Regions from separate parts of the Rattus norvegicus genome. Here all the other regions are linked to region 2. A link is a contact called in public Hi-C data. All regions are on one chromosome and are shown on one strand. Each heading gives the region's core, a stretch centred on a gene start, on an enhancer-like site or on the middle of the called end of the contact. The rest is flanking DNA. Distances are from core to core; before and after follow the strand shown. Region 1 overlaps Kif26b (kinesin family member 26B). Region 2 holds the start of Kif26b (kinesin family member 26B). Region 3 overlaps Kif26b (kinesin family member 26B).

Evidence for each region. A called contact is a pair of places that touch in the nucleus more often than the background predicts.
Region 1: a Hi-C map of frontal cortex shows a contact between it and region 2, with 1.6 times the contacts expected there. The contact joins the enhancer-like site here to the promoter of Kif26b in region 2. A contact is called at or near these places in 2 of 12 Hi-C or Micro-C datasets (frontal cortex and liver).
Region 3: a Hi-C map of mammary epithelial cells shows a contact between it and region 2, with 2.5 times the contacts expected there. The contact joins the enhancer-like site here to the promoter of Kif26b in region 2.

What each region holds. Positions count from the first base shown.
Region 1 is chr13:92,911,147-92,915,563 of GRCr8, forward strand. All of the region lies in intron 2 of Kif26b (kinesin family member 26B), which reads left to right. Among named protein-coding and RNA genes, the nearest start is that of Kif26b, 98 kb to the left of the region's middle. Within about 2 kb of position 2,610, at least 15 of the 93 cell types and tissues checked have an H3K27ac peak or open chromatin away from gene starts, as enhancers often do.
Region 2 is chr13:92,813,614-92,817,728 of GRCr8, forward strand. It overlaps Kif26b (kinesin family member 26B), which reads left to right and starts at 1,814. Exons shown (of 15, transcript NM_001109079.2): 1 at 1,814-2,317; 2 at 3,109-3,510. The coding sequence starts at 2,255. It also overlaps the pseudogene Eef1g-ps1.
Region 3 is chr13:92,889,623-92,894,379 of GRCr8, forward strand. The region is part of intron 2 of Kif26b (kinesin family member 26B); the gene reads left to right. Among named protein-coding and RNA genes, the nearest start is that of Kif26b, 77 kb to the left of the region's middle. Within about 2 kb of position 1,534, at least 17 of the 93 cell types and tissues checked have an H3K27ac peak or open chromatin away from gene starts, as enhancers often do.

The DNA of each region.
Region 1 (4,417 bases), core at 1,360-3,859, 98 kb after region 2:
GCGGTATCCAAGTGCTCAGGGGCTGGCTTGTCACCAGCCCAAGACACGAGCATTGATTTCTTGGGGTGGGTTCTGTTTGCTGGTCTGACCTATCTGTGGCTTAGGAAAAGAAGCTTCTGGGTCCTGGCTATCAGCTGTGTGATCTTGCGTCCCATCACTCCTGCCCTGGGCTGGGAAACTAAAGTCCAGAGGACCAGGGGTCAGGGTTTATATATGGGGACTCGTATTCCCATTCATAGGCATCCTCTCCGCGGAAACCCCGTGTTAAAGGGTTACTTCTACAGTGAATACATTTTATGTGTTTAATAGAGGTGATTAGGTGTGTATGTGTGTGTGTGTGTGTGTGTGTGTGTGTGTGTGTGTGTGTGTGTGTAGGTCAGAAGGCAGTATCAGGTGTCCTCCTCAGTCACTCTGGAGACAAACTGGACCAGAGCTCACAGATTAAACTGAGTCTGAGGATCTCAGGTTCCAGGAGTACACATGTATACCACCAGTATGCTTGGCCTTCCCTATGGATCTAAGGATCTAAACTGAGGTCCCATGCTTACTCTGTGTGCATGTTACCATGTAGGATCGCCCCAGGCCTTTGACGTTGACACATTTCATCAACAGCTCCTCATCTCACAACACGACAGAGCCATGTATTTGTACACTGTTGGCAGGCGGACTCACTCAGGTGTAGTGAGGAGTCTGAGCCGCCCACCAGCACAGGGCTCAGGGCTGCAAATGAATGTGTGCTCTACTGTGGGGGTCCTGGGGGCTTTCACCTGGAGGACCTTCCCTGTAGCATTTCAACAGGGGAAACCATGCTTCCCATCTCGAATGTCATTATGTAGGGGACAAAGCACTTGTTTAGTATAGGCAGCCTTGTTTCTCCTGGCCTAGCTTCTGGCTTCCACGTTGCCTTCTTTAGGAGCATTCCTGAGGAAGAGCTTTGGGTAGGACTCCATCTCGAGGAGCTCAGTGAAGACTTGGCAGGTATTATTTTTATGGCTGTAAACATGCTACTTCACAGTCTCCCTGCTCATAACGTGCATGCGTTGTACAGTGACTTCATGCATGGTCTGCCTTACAGACTTTAGCCATGCTCAGCTGGGTGTGGTGGTGCACACTTCCAGCACTCAGGAGGAAGAGGCAGGCAGGTCTCTGTGAACTGGGGTCCAGCCTGGTCTACAGAGTGAGTTCAAGAACAGCCAAGGCTACCCGAAGAAATCATGTCACAAAAAACTGAAAAAATAAAACGAAGAAAGAAAAGAAAAAAAGAAAGAAACTTCAGCATAGCACATGTTCCTTTTATGTGTGTATAACGAAGATGCAGTTGGCTCACATGATTTTTAATGTTTTATTTGAAAGGAAATGAAATAAGTTCAGAGAGGCTGAGTGACGTCATTAAAGTCACAGCACAGCTAGGAAGCTGAGACAGGAGCTCTTGTCTTCTGACTTCACGTTCATTATTCCTTTGTTTTATTTATTTTATTTTATTTTATTTTATTTTATTTTATTTATGTTAGGTAGGCCTGGTGTCGCACTGGGATGACGAGTATGTGCCTTGCCAGCAGTGTGCATTGTTAGCCGTCCTACCGCCATGCACTGTCTTTTTCGATGGCTGATAAAATAGGTGTTGCTTTCAAAAATTAGACTCACCACAGCGCGGCGGCGGCAGCAGCAGTAACAAATCTTCTTTAAGAATGAGATCTTTTGAACAGCTGTGGGATAATTTGCATTAGAAGAACGCCACTCCCAAGTTACTCCTTTATCAGACATTATGAATCCCTGCCTCATGGCATCGCCCCCCTCAGTGAGAGCGGTACACGGTTAAGCGAGGCTCTGGTTCCCGCTCTTCTTGAACGCATAGCCCCATGGCTGGGAGGTGGGACGGTCGCCACTGGGGCAGACTTCTGGTGGCCTGGGAACATTAGTGCCAAATGTCCACCTTACGTTCATTTACTGTGTAAACCCTAGTCTCTGCAGCCCACTGCCAGGTGAATGGTTGAACAGCGTGCCCTAGGTACATACAAAGGAACGTCGCTCAGTGTTTTTAAAAGAAGGCAACTCTGACACCTGTGGTGTGGATGAATCTCCAAGACCTTGATCAAACACAAAAGAATAAACACCACAGGATCCCACTTAGCTGAGAGACTCCTTTGTAAAGAAAGAGTCAGGAATAGTGGTCATGAGTCTGGGAGGTGGAGGGTGAGTGGTTAGCGTTTCAAGTTGGGAAGACAAAAATGTCTGCCGTGGTTCTTGGTGGTGATTAAAGAACATTAACTGTACGAGTGCTACTGAACTGCGTGCTCTAAAATGATGATGTTGGCAAATTTTGTGGTATGTAACGTTTTGTCTCACACATCCACATTAGTTTATAGAATAGAGCATTGTCAGCTGTGCCTATAAAAACTGAGCGGAGATGAAAAAGCTCACCCGCACAGAGTCCTTCCCCACGGCACCGACTGTGCTCAGAGCCAGAGGTAGTCGGGCCTGCACAGGTGTCCCGTGCCCTTCCGGTTGCTTCCTTCCCCGGCCCTCGGTGCTTGGAGCCGTCCTGGTGAGGGTGAACGCTGGTCCAGGACGGGGTGACTCTCACAGCTGATTGGTAGGGAGAGTACACTGTTCTCTCAGAGAAATGAGAACATGCGTACTGGAAGGCTGCCTCTGCCTAACGTTCCACTCCATCCAGCAGGCCAGATGGCATTTTATGTGGCTTTCACAACGGTGACTTGGGATTGCTTATGAAACCTGTTTGTGTTCCTCCCCAACTCCCTGCCTCCCCAGCCTTGGAGCTTAGCACTCGTGCCTGTGGCATCGTGTGAATGGCCACAGTGTCCCCTTCCTTTCCTCTTTATTTCTGCAGCAAAGCTACCTACCAGCCCTGAATGCCTGCCCAGACATTAACCAGCATAGGAAAGCCTGGTTTTTAATTCTTTCTCATTTTTTAAAAAATTTTCTGCAGCAGGGCTGGTCCTATGAATGGTGAACCTTATGTGCTTATATTCAGTTCTGATTTTTTTTCCCCTCCAAGTTGGGATCATCCATTCAATATGAGCGGTCCTGATGCTAGACTGGCTCTCCCTTCTCTGTCTGGCATCCTATCATCAGATGAAATTTTCATAAGGAATCAAGTTAATTTTAATGTATAATTCAAGAAAAACTCCACTAGGAAGACTGTAATGAAAAGAAATATAGATAGACTTACAAACGGATTTTCAAAATGCTCTTTATATAAAAAAAATCTTTTAGGGGTTGGAAGATACTTAGCAAAGAACCTGCCGTGTGAGCACGAACAACCCAGTTCAGTTCCCAGCACCCATGGGGGAGGAGGGGGACCTGGGTTGTTCCATGCATGCTTGCCATGTCATTGCAGGAGAGAAAGGCAGATTACTGGCTATCCAGACTAGCTGTATTCAAGAGTTCCAGGTTCAGTGAGACCTCATCTCAAAATATAGAGTGGATGGAGATTGAGAAAGATTCCCAATATTGACTTCTGGCTTCCATATGCATGTTTACTTACGTGGATCTGAACACACACACACACACACACACACACACACACACACACACACACACCTTCAGAAAACAATGTTTTAAGAGGATCTTGTTTATTCCAGGCTGACCTTGAACTTGCTAGTGGCTGAGGCTGACCTTGAACTTTTGATTCTTCTGCTCTTGCTGCCCAAGCGCCGGGATATCGGGTTGTGCCACTGTACTTTTTAATGTAATGCTGGGAACCAAACCCAGGCTTCCTGCATGCTGGAAATGAGCTGCCTTAACTGAACCACACCCCTGGCCCCTCTCAGTCTTTGTAGCAGTTCTGTGGAGGAGCTGAGCAGCTTGTCATGGGGGAAACAGAGGCACAGAGAAGTTAAGTGATGAGGGCAAGGCTGCCCAGCAGACTTTGGACAATGCCAGATCTGAGACTCTATCTTCTGGATCCACCTCCAGAACACGTATGGTCACCCCAATATGCCTTCTGGAAAAAGACAGCTCAGCCTAGTGTGAAGTTTCAGCATTACCCATCTCTTTGGGTGGCACTCGGCACCATTGTCCTTCCCTAGCTATATCATAGTGACCGTTTAGGCTTTATAAGAATGCCTTTTACACTTGTGCTTTAGTAACAAGGATCTTTATGTGGTCCTGTGTGTGTGTATGTGTGTGTGTGTGTGTGTGTGTGTGTGTGTGTATGTGTGTGCATGCGCACATATGTAGGTGCATGTGCATATATGGGGCTGTATGTGTACACATGTGGATGTATGTGTATATGGAGATCAATATCAAGAATTATTCTTTAGATATCATCCACCTCTTTTTTCAATTTATTAATTTAATTATTTTTATGTGTATGAATGTTTTACCTGCAAGTATGTATGCATGCATGCATGTATGTATGTATGCATGCATGCATGCATGTATGTACATCACA
Region 2 (4,115 bases), core at 564-3,063:
TGCACATCAGATCTCTGGGCTCATCATTCTTCAGGACGAATCGCGCAGCTCCGCGATGGCTCTCCCCCTTCGACACCCCACCTTTCCCACTTCGGGCTTTACGGGCTCGTCCATTTCACCTGGCCACATGCTGCTTTGAGGCTGATAAGCCGCGCGTAGCTAATGGCGACGATATTTTCTGCGGCACCTAGGCAGAATACAGATGCGGCTGCAGCCGGCGTGGGCTGCCTGGAGGCTACCGTCCCCCTAAGGTCTTCGGCAGATATGATCGCGTTGAAATTGGAAGTAGGAACGTAATGGAAACTTCCACAGTGTTCTCAACATCTTCATTTTGACCTTCTCGCCTCGCTTTGGAGGCTACGAAATATCCCGGGTGCACGGGCTGCAGAGGGCGCTGGGCGGGGATGGCGGTGCCCGGGAGGCGCCGAAGGTTCCCACAGGAAGACAGGATGGGGGGCGTTGCCCCGGGTTCCAGCACCCCAATTGTTGTCTTCTACCCCCTCCTTCCTCGTTTATATGTCGAAGGAAGACAGCGACTAGGGAAGCCTGAAATGTCCTCCTGCCCCCGCCTAGCCCCAGGCCAGGTCTTTCCGGGGTACCCAGATGCCATTACACCACACGTGATCTCTGCGCCCGGCTGGCCCTGCAGGAGGCGTCTCGCGGGGTGTTAATTAAAGGTCACAACAAAATAGACCTGCCGGCTCACCAGAAGAAATGTCCTCCCGGGAAATGAAAAATGACACCCCGGAGCAGCCACGTGTGGAGCCCGGCGTACGCCGGCTTCCTGCGCTCCGGGGCTCTGCGCGGGGTGGGGGTGTGCGTGGGGGGACGGGAATCAGACAGCGGGCGACAGCTGGGTGCTCTGGAGATCCCACAGGTCCGGGTGCTGTCAGGCAATCGTGCAAGGGGACGAGAGGACGGATCCCCGCCTCCGAGGCCGAGCAGCTCGCGCCACACCCCCTCTCCAGGCCCGCGCAGTCCTCCCGCGCGCGCGTGGCGCGGCCGATCCCTCAGTTTCCCCAGTCTAGTAGCGGCAGGCTGGGTCCCTGGCTCACCTGCGTGGGTCTCGGGAGGTTTCCCCATCATTAACAGGGCCTTGGGCCGGTGGGCGGGCGGGGTGCTCAAGGCTCCGGGTGCTCAAATCGGGGTCCAGGGGAGGAGGGTCCCCTGGCCCGCTGGGGCTAGGAGGGCGAATCAAGGCAAGGTTTACCAGGCAGGTCTGGGAGAACAAAGGGCGGGGGGTTGGCCCCGGCCTGTTTGCGGACTTGTTTGTGACTCAATCCGTTTGCACGGCTTTTCAAAGGCAGACCTGCAAGCCTTGCCAGGAAGAGACCAGCTCCCGGGGAGGGGGGCGGGAAGGCCCGGGCGCTGCGTCTCGGCGCAGCTCGGCCGGCTCCGAGCTACAGGCTCCGGTGGTGGGTAGCACCGGAGCCCCCGGCCGCGGGCCCCTAGCCAGCAACTTCCCCGCCTGGAGTCAGATTTACGACCCCACCCCCGCCCGGGCTGCGCCTGGCGATGCCAGGCCCGAGCGCCGCGCTGTAAATGGATCGCGGCCGGCGAGGCGGCGGCGGCGGCGGCGGCGGCCGGGCGGGCTCCGAGGCGGCGGGACCGAGGTTCCCTAGGCTCCGCGCTGCGCCCGGACGCACACAGGCGTCCTGACCGCGGGCTGCTCTCCGGCCGCGCACAGCCGCCCTCTCCCTGCCCTGCGCGCAACTGTCAAGAGAAAACGGGACGGCGCATATTGGCTCGGCGACACGCCGAGGCTCCTCCCCGAGTCTGGATCCTTATATTTTGGGAGAATTTCTTTGAACTCAGTTAGCGAGCTCGGGGAAGGAGGCAAGTTCCCACCGCCGGCTCGGCTCGGAGAGGGCTCGCCCACCTTCCCTGCAGCCGCCCTGCGTCCTCGCCGCCTTCTCGTCCTCCTCCTGTCGGCCCCGCTAAAGGAGAACGCGCCGGCCGGGCGGAGGAAAATGCTAGCGATCTGGATGTGACCGCGAAGAGAGGACGCGTGGCTGGAGGAGGCAGAGGGATGAGAAGACCCATTATTTGAGAACCACCAGCCGCTCCAACCCTTCCTGCAAATTGGTGCTATCACTTCTGGGGTCCATTTGCTTTTATTCTTCCCAAGCCCCCATTAAGAAACCTTGACTTGACGACCAACCCCTACCACGAGGGGGGACGCCTTCTGGGTTGGCAGACCTTTTGGATGTAGCCTTGTGGGAGCATTTAGACCCTTTCCTCTGGAAGAGCCACCATGAATTCGGTAGCTGGAAATAAAGAGAGGCTCGCGGTCTCCACCAGGGGCAAGAAATACGGGGTAAGTTGTGGTCGCGTCCACGCGGAGATAGGTTCCCAGGGACTCATTTGGGCGGGTGTCCTCTGCTTCCCGGGAGCCAGCGGCGGATGCAGGGTCCCCAGCTCTCCGGTGCACCGGCGTCTCCACGGCCGGCGGGGCCGTGCGTGCGTGGAGGCGGGTCTGCAGCTCGCCTGGCTACCGGAATGTCTTCGGCCCTCGTTTCCTCCCTTTCCTCACACCCTTAACTTTTGCAGTATTTCGGGACTTGCAGGCAGAGTTAAGCCGAGGGGGAGTGTTTCCCAGGAATTCCTCTGCGGTTCCCTCGGATCGCTGCTCCGGAGCGGGGAGCCCCTTTGATTACCTGCGGCACCGGGTGTGTGTGTGTGTGTGTGTGTGTGTGTGTGTGTGTGTGTGTGTGTGTGCCCTCAATGAGTAAACATCCAGAAGTCACAGTCACCCACACCTGGGATAGGGTGTTCTAGTACTGTGTACCTAGACCCTTGCTGGGGTAGGTACCGGGTTTGAAAGAGTGGTGCGCTGATTTTCTGGGTGTTCTCGCAGAAGCTGCAGGATACCCATACCCCACAAGCTCTTCTGCTGACCCCAGGAGGAATGGTGGGGGACCTACGCGCGGTCACTCTGGCGAGGGTGGATGGGACAGGACTCCCTTAAGGATTGGTCACTTGAAGGATGGACATAGATGGAGGGCAGGTTCGCATCAGTGAGAGCAGGACGGCGGCCATCCCCCTCCCCGCCTCAGCGCCGGGGACCGGTGGCCCTGCAGGGCCTGACGCCGCGTGTCTCTTCCGCAGGTGAATGAAATGTGCTCGCCCACCAAGCCCTCTGCGCCCTTCTCTCCTGAGAGCTGGTACCGCAAGGCTTACGAGGAGTCGCGCGCCGGGAGCCGACCCACCCCGGAGGGAGCAGGTTCTGCGCTGGGCTCTTCGGGTACTCCGTCCCCGGGTTCGGGCACTTCGTCCCCGAGCTCCTTCACCGGCTCTCCAGGACCGGCGTCTCCGGGCATCGGTACCAGCTCGCCGGGCTCCCTGGGCGGCTCGCCGGGCTTCGGCACCGGCTCCCCTGGCTCGGGCAGCGGCGGCGGCTCCTCCCCCGGCTCCGACCGGGGCGTCTGGTGCGAGAACTGTAACGCCCGCTTGGTGGAGCTGAAGAGGCAGGCTCTCAAGCTGCTGCTGCCGGGACCCCTCCCGGGCAAGGTGAGCTACTGTGGGGGTGCTCTGTGGGAAGCTGCGCCCCACCTTAGGATGCTGCCTCGGGGCGCCCGGGTGTAAGGCACCTAGCTGAGCACCGGGCCTCGTGGCGCAGGGGGATGCCCCCAGTGGGTAAGCCCTACAGTTCTCCTTACCCTGTCTGCGATTCAGCAGCAGCAGCTTGCCAAAGGGGGCAGTAACAGCCAGCTGCTGGGACTTGCAGTTCCAATGGCTCATTTGTGGCTCTACCTTCCCTGCATCACAGAAACACATTTCCCAAAGCCAGCCTTTCTCTCTTAACACTCCATGTGTCTATCTGAGGAAGATTAAGAGGTGGCTCGCTGTGTGAGCTGAGCCGTATCCTGGCCTGCTCCTGGGTTTCTTTAGTAAGCACATTGGTTCCTCCATAGCAACCTGGTCTGCGTGGTTTGACCAGCCAGGAGCCCCCAGAGCCGAACACAATGCAGTTGTATTTGCACAGTTGGGTCCAAGAACTACCACACGATAATATTTACTCTTCCGCTTCAAAGAGTTTTTATCAGTGGTTCGAGAGAAACATCAAGAAGACCACATTGCTGTCGAGATTGCCGACACTGCTCGATGGCATCTTT
Region 3 (4,757 bases), core at 284-2,783, 76 kb after region 2:
TTAGGTGGGAAGGGATTAGAGAGGTGGTTGTGAGAAGAGTTATGGGGAGGGGGAACCCATGATCAAAATATATCGTATGAAAAAAGCTTGAATTAAGATAGAAGAGAAGTTGCTAGCCACAGAGATCTCACACTGCCCCTTTGTTCATGAAACTCTGAATGGGCGAACGGTCACAGTCCTCCCTTCACAGTCACTTCGAGCCACACGAAGGGGAGATTTTACTTCTTTCAGCTCTCGATGTCCAACTACCTGGCACCCTCTCCTACCTGTCCCACTGTTCTAGGCAGCCTGCAGGACTGGAAATGCCTCCTCCCAGATATACAGCCCTAGCAAGCAGGCATGAAGCTGACGTATGCACCCCTCAGGACACTTGGAGGCAGACACGGAATGTTACAGTCTGAAGGGAACTTCACCTCCCACCGGTCCAGCCGAGGAAACCGAATCCAGGTTGCGTTATCATGGGCTGTGGTGCTGATGTCAGCCTCTCTCACTTTCTGCACCTTGGGGAACGTGATTGGCTCTTGATAGCACCTGTATGGGAGTGACAGATTATACCCCCATCTCCAGGAAGCACATGGGGGACTATCTCAGGACACCTTTCAGAGGGTGGGGAGAGACCTGCACAGCTCCCCTTCACTGTCTCTGGAATTCTCGTTCTTTTTGAGTTTCTCTCTGTGGGCACATCGTCCAAGTGTGTGAGAAATGAGCTTCCTGGTGCCTGGAAGTATGTGAGTGGAGGTTGGCAGAGACTGAGAGCAGAATTGGGTGTCTTTGGAAGTGAGTCATGATGGGAGATTGACAGGACACACTGTTCTAGACTATTCCTCATCTGCCACCTCCTACCCCTGGTCCCTGGTCATTTCCCACCAGGACCATGAGCCTTGGGGTTTATTGAACACCCATGTACAAAGTCCTAGTATGCACGCGCACACACACACACACACACACACACACACACACACACACACACACACACACAAATATATATATGCAGTCACAGAGCCTGACTGTCTTCCACCCCTGGAGGCACGACCATGTATGAGAAATCAACAACACACTCAGCTACCCATTCTGGTGAAGCATAGCTTCCAAGACCAACAATATCTGTACGCGGGGAGTCTCTGGGCATTTTGAGAGCTGAAGCTGGGGCTCCGTCCTAACCTGAATTGCTCGTCCAGCTTCCTGTGCTCCCCCATGGGCAAACCCTGGTGTTGGCTTTGGATCAGGATCAAAGCTCTTTCTCCACCATCCCAGAGAAAAGAGGCAGCAAACAAACGGGAGCCGTAAAATGGGGAGAAGTTACAGTGAAAGTCTGATGCGATTAGCAGCTGGCAGCCCGCCAGATTCCACCTGCTCTCTCTGGCACCGTGGTGTCTTGTTCCAAGTGTCTTCTCATGGCATCTGACCTGGGGCCTTAGGTAACAATACGCTGGTATGTGCCAAGGATAACAGTGGCACGGCAACTCCAGGAGCAGGCCATGAGGGACAGCATGAGATCAGAGCAGGCAGGGCCCGTGGGTGGGGGCGATGACAAGCGGCCATACTGCACAGGCCAAGGGTGCCGGCTGCTGACTCACCCTGAGACTGGGAGGTTACCTAACCTGTCTGTGCTCCTGTTTCCCTCTGTGTGAACCCGCTTTCCCATTTGGCACCCCGCTTAGCCAGTTGGCAGGAAAGTAAAGCCAGGACACCTGGGAATCACAGGTGCCCTGCATGTTATGCAACAGGTAAGCGCCCATCACGTTGCTGTGACAGCCCCTGGGTGCAGAACCGGCTCAGCCTGAGGATGAGGGCAACCCGTGAAGTGACTGAATCTGTAGTGGGTCACAAGACCTCAGGCTGTGCCAGAATAACTGTATGGGGCACTGACATCTCATAGTTGCCCTGAGCCACATTCTGCTTGCCACTGAAAGACGACATGTTGGAGAGGATAATTTCTTAAGATCGTTTCCTGTTTTGTTTTTTGTGTTTTTAAAATCTGGATTTGTACATACTGGAGAGTAACTTCTGAGCCCCTCAGCTCACTTCTGCTATTTGCCTATCTGCTTGTGTCACTGCCCATCTGATGGGTGTACAGTTGACACACGACTTCAAAAGTCCTCTCTCTGGCGCCCGTGGACTGCCTCCTTCATTTCCCTGCAGACAGTGAGGGCCAGTGCCCCATCACCAGGATGCACAGGCCTTAGTTACTGGCAGGGTTGCTGGGGTCTGTTCCTGTGAATGTCAGTACCCTGATCAGGTCAGTAGCAGTCACGAAGCCCCAAAAATTGAACATGTTTGAATGGTAAAAATGGGGGATGGGTCTGGTTGTAAGTGGTCAGCAAGGGCAGGGGCTGGGGAGGGGGGGGCTCCCTACCTCTTATCCCTGGGAACATGTCACTAAGTTTCCCGTTGCACTGAGAAACATTCGTCTTTCGAGTTGCAACAAGACCAGATGTTTCAGAGAGGCTTCCCTATTGGGTGCCCGGGATGGTTGGCAGAGCTGAGGCACAGTGTGTTGGGGTAGGAGGTTGGTGAGGTGAGAAATAGGGTACATTCTTGGTGAGGTTCCTTATGAGACAGCAGATCCTCCCCCTGGACTCTGCCTGCTCCCTCTTCATGCTCCCCATGCAAGGCCTTAAGAGCTCAGCCTGCAGACCAGAGAGGACTTGATGTTGAAAAAGAGCAGAATGGGATCTGGGATAGTGCATCTCAGAGGTGGTGATGTCCAGGGCAGGAGCTGGGGCGTCATTAGCTTTTGTGGTCACTTCCTGTGTGCCCCAGAATAAGTCTCCTCACCTCTCTGTTATTCCAGAGAGAAAAGGATACTATTAGGTACTCTCTAGGGACCGGAGGAAATACCCCACCCCCTGTGATGCTTTCCAAGCAGTAGGCATTTATAAAAATTAATTTTTATTTTTCTGAGATCATAATTTATTATTTCCTTTTCTCCTTTCTTCCTCCAGCTCCCCCCATGTACACCAACTTTGCTGTCATTCAAATTCATGACTTCTTTTTTTTGGTGTGTGATTTGTAGTCTGAATGTCTGTCTGTCTGTCTATCCCAAAATATATAGAAACAGCCTGCTTAGTCCATATGTGTTGGTAATATTGGCCATTCTGAGTTTTCATCGTGAGGCTGTGCTCCGCTCTCACTCATGGCTGGAATTCCCTTCCTTTGAGTGGCAGGACGAGGGAGGCTCTTCACACACACTGGGTTTCTTTTGCTGAATGGAAATGTCATGCAAGTGTCTGGGTTTTATCATTTCCCCTGTATCTCGTCTGTGTGGGATGAGTGTGTAGCCTGGACTCTTACCCTCCGTCTGTGCACAGCCCCAGCACAGAACAGTGAACATAGTTCTTCATTGATGTGTGCTGATGACTGCTTGGCCAATGGAGGCGGTTGGAGATGTCCACTCTTGACATTTTTTGGAGTGGGGAGAGGGGTTCTTGACACACAAAGTCTAAGGTCTGCACTCTGGATCTGACATCAGTGGCATCTCTTGTCAGAGTAGCATTTCCTATGCTCCTCTGACTAATGGGAAGTGCTGGGAACACGTTTGAAATATCCTGTCTGCACTGGGGCGAGAGCTACTGCAGGTGGGTCTGGGTGTTAGTTAGTACTGATTCCCGAGCTGACAGGCAGATTGGTGTGCTTGTGCACGTGTCTTCAGAGAGTCTCATTTTCCTCGTATGTAGTATGTACACCTGAGTCCCTATTGGAAGGAGCAGAGGGGCAGCCACCAATCAAATCAAGTGTCCGGCTGACTGAAGAAAAGACCAGGGACGGCTGAGGTGATAGCATGGAGCAGAGCTCTGTACGCGATTCAATTTCCCAGGTGACAGCTACTTGTTTAATGTGCTAGTTAGCTCCTGAGAGACAGAGAATGACGTAGGGAAGGTCTTCTAGACATCTGCCTGTGATTTACTTTTTAATTTCTTTTCCAGGTAGAGTCTCCAGTGGGGGCGGGGGGGGGCTGGCTTCCTGGGGGGATCTCCCAGGAGTCTGTCTCTGGCAGTAGAACACAATGTTTAAAAGGATGAAAGGCATTTCACAGGATGATACAGTGCACACACACACACACACACACACACACACACACACACGAACACACACACACACACACACACACACACACACACACACACATACGCCAACATTCAGGGTTTAGTTAGGAGAACATTCTCTTTATTCTCCATGTGTAGTTGGCCTTCCTTACCTGTGGGTTCCACACTCATGAGTTCAGGAGACCACCAGAGGAAAATACTTGAAAAAGTAATTACATATTTAGTGAGCAGTAGTCCCCAGAGAACTATCCACATAGAACTTACATTATATTAGGTATTATAAGTAATCCGGAGAGGGTTTGAAGGATATGAGCACATGTGTGTGGGTCATGTGAGAACATTTTATATAGGGGGCTTGAGAATCTACATGGAATTTGGTATCTATGGGATCGTGGAATAATTATGATTCTCTCTCTTTTATTATTTTGGCATTACTTACACTGCCTAAGGGCTGATGGTGCAAGTTACATGTCTCTTAAAGGGAAAAGGACGTCTAATGGTCTGCTGGACCACTTAACTCTGAGTCCCCTGAGGGCACTACTGCAAGTGACTTGGTGGGAATCACCTGTATTTTATCATCCTCATCCCCACTGAGAGGCAGAATGTGAAGGACCGCCAAAAGTGTGTGTGTGTGTGAGTGTGTGTGAGTGTGTGTGAGTGTGAGTGTGTGTGAGTGTGTGAGTGTGAGTGTGTGAGTGTGTGTGAGTGTGA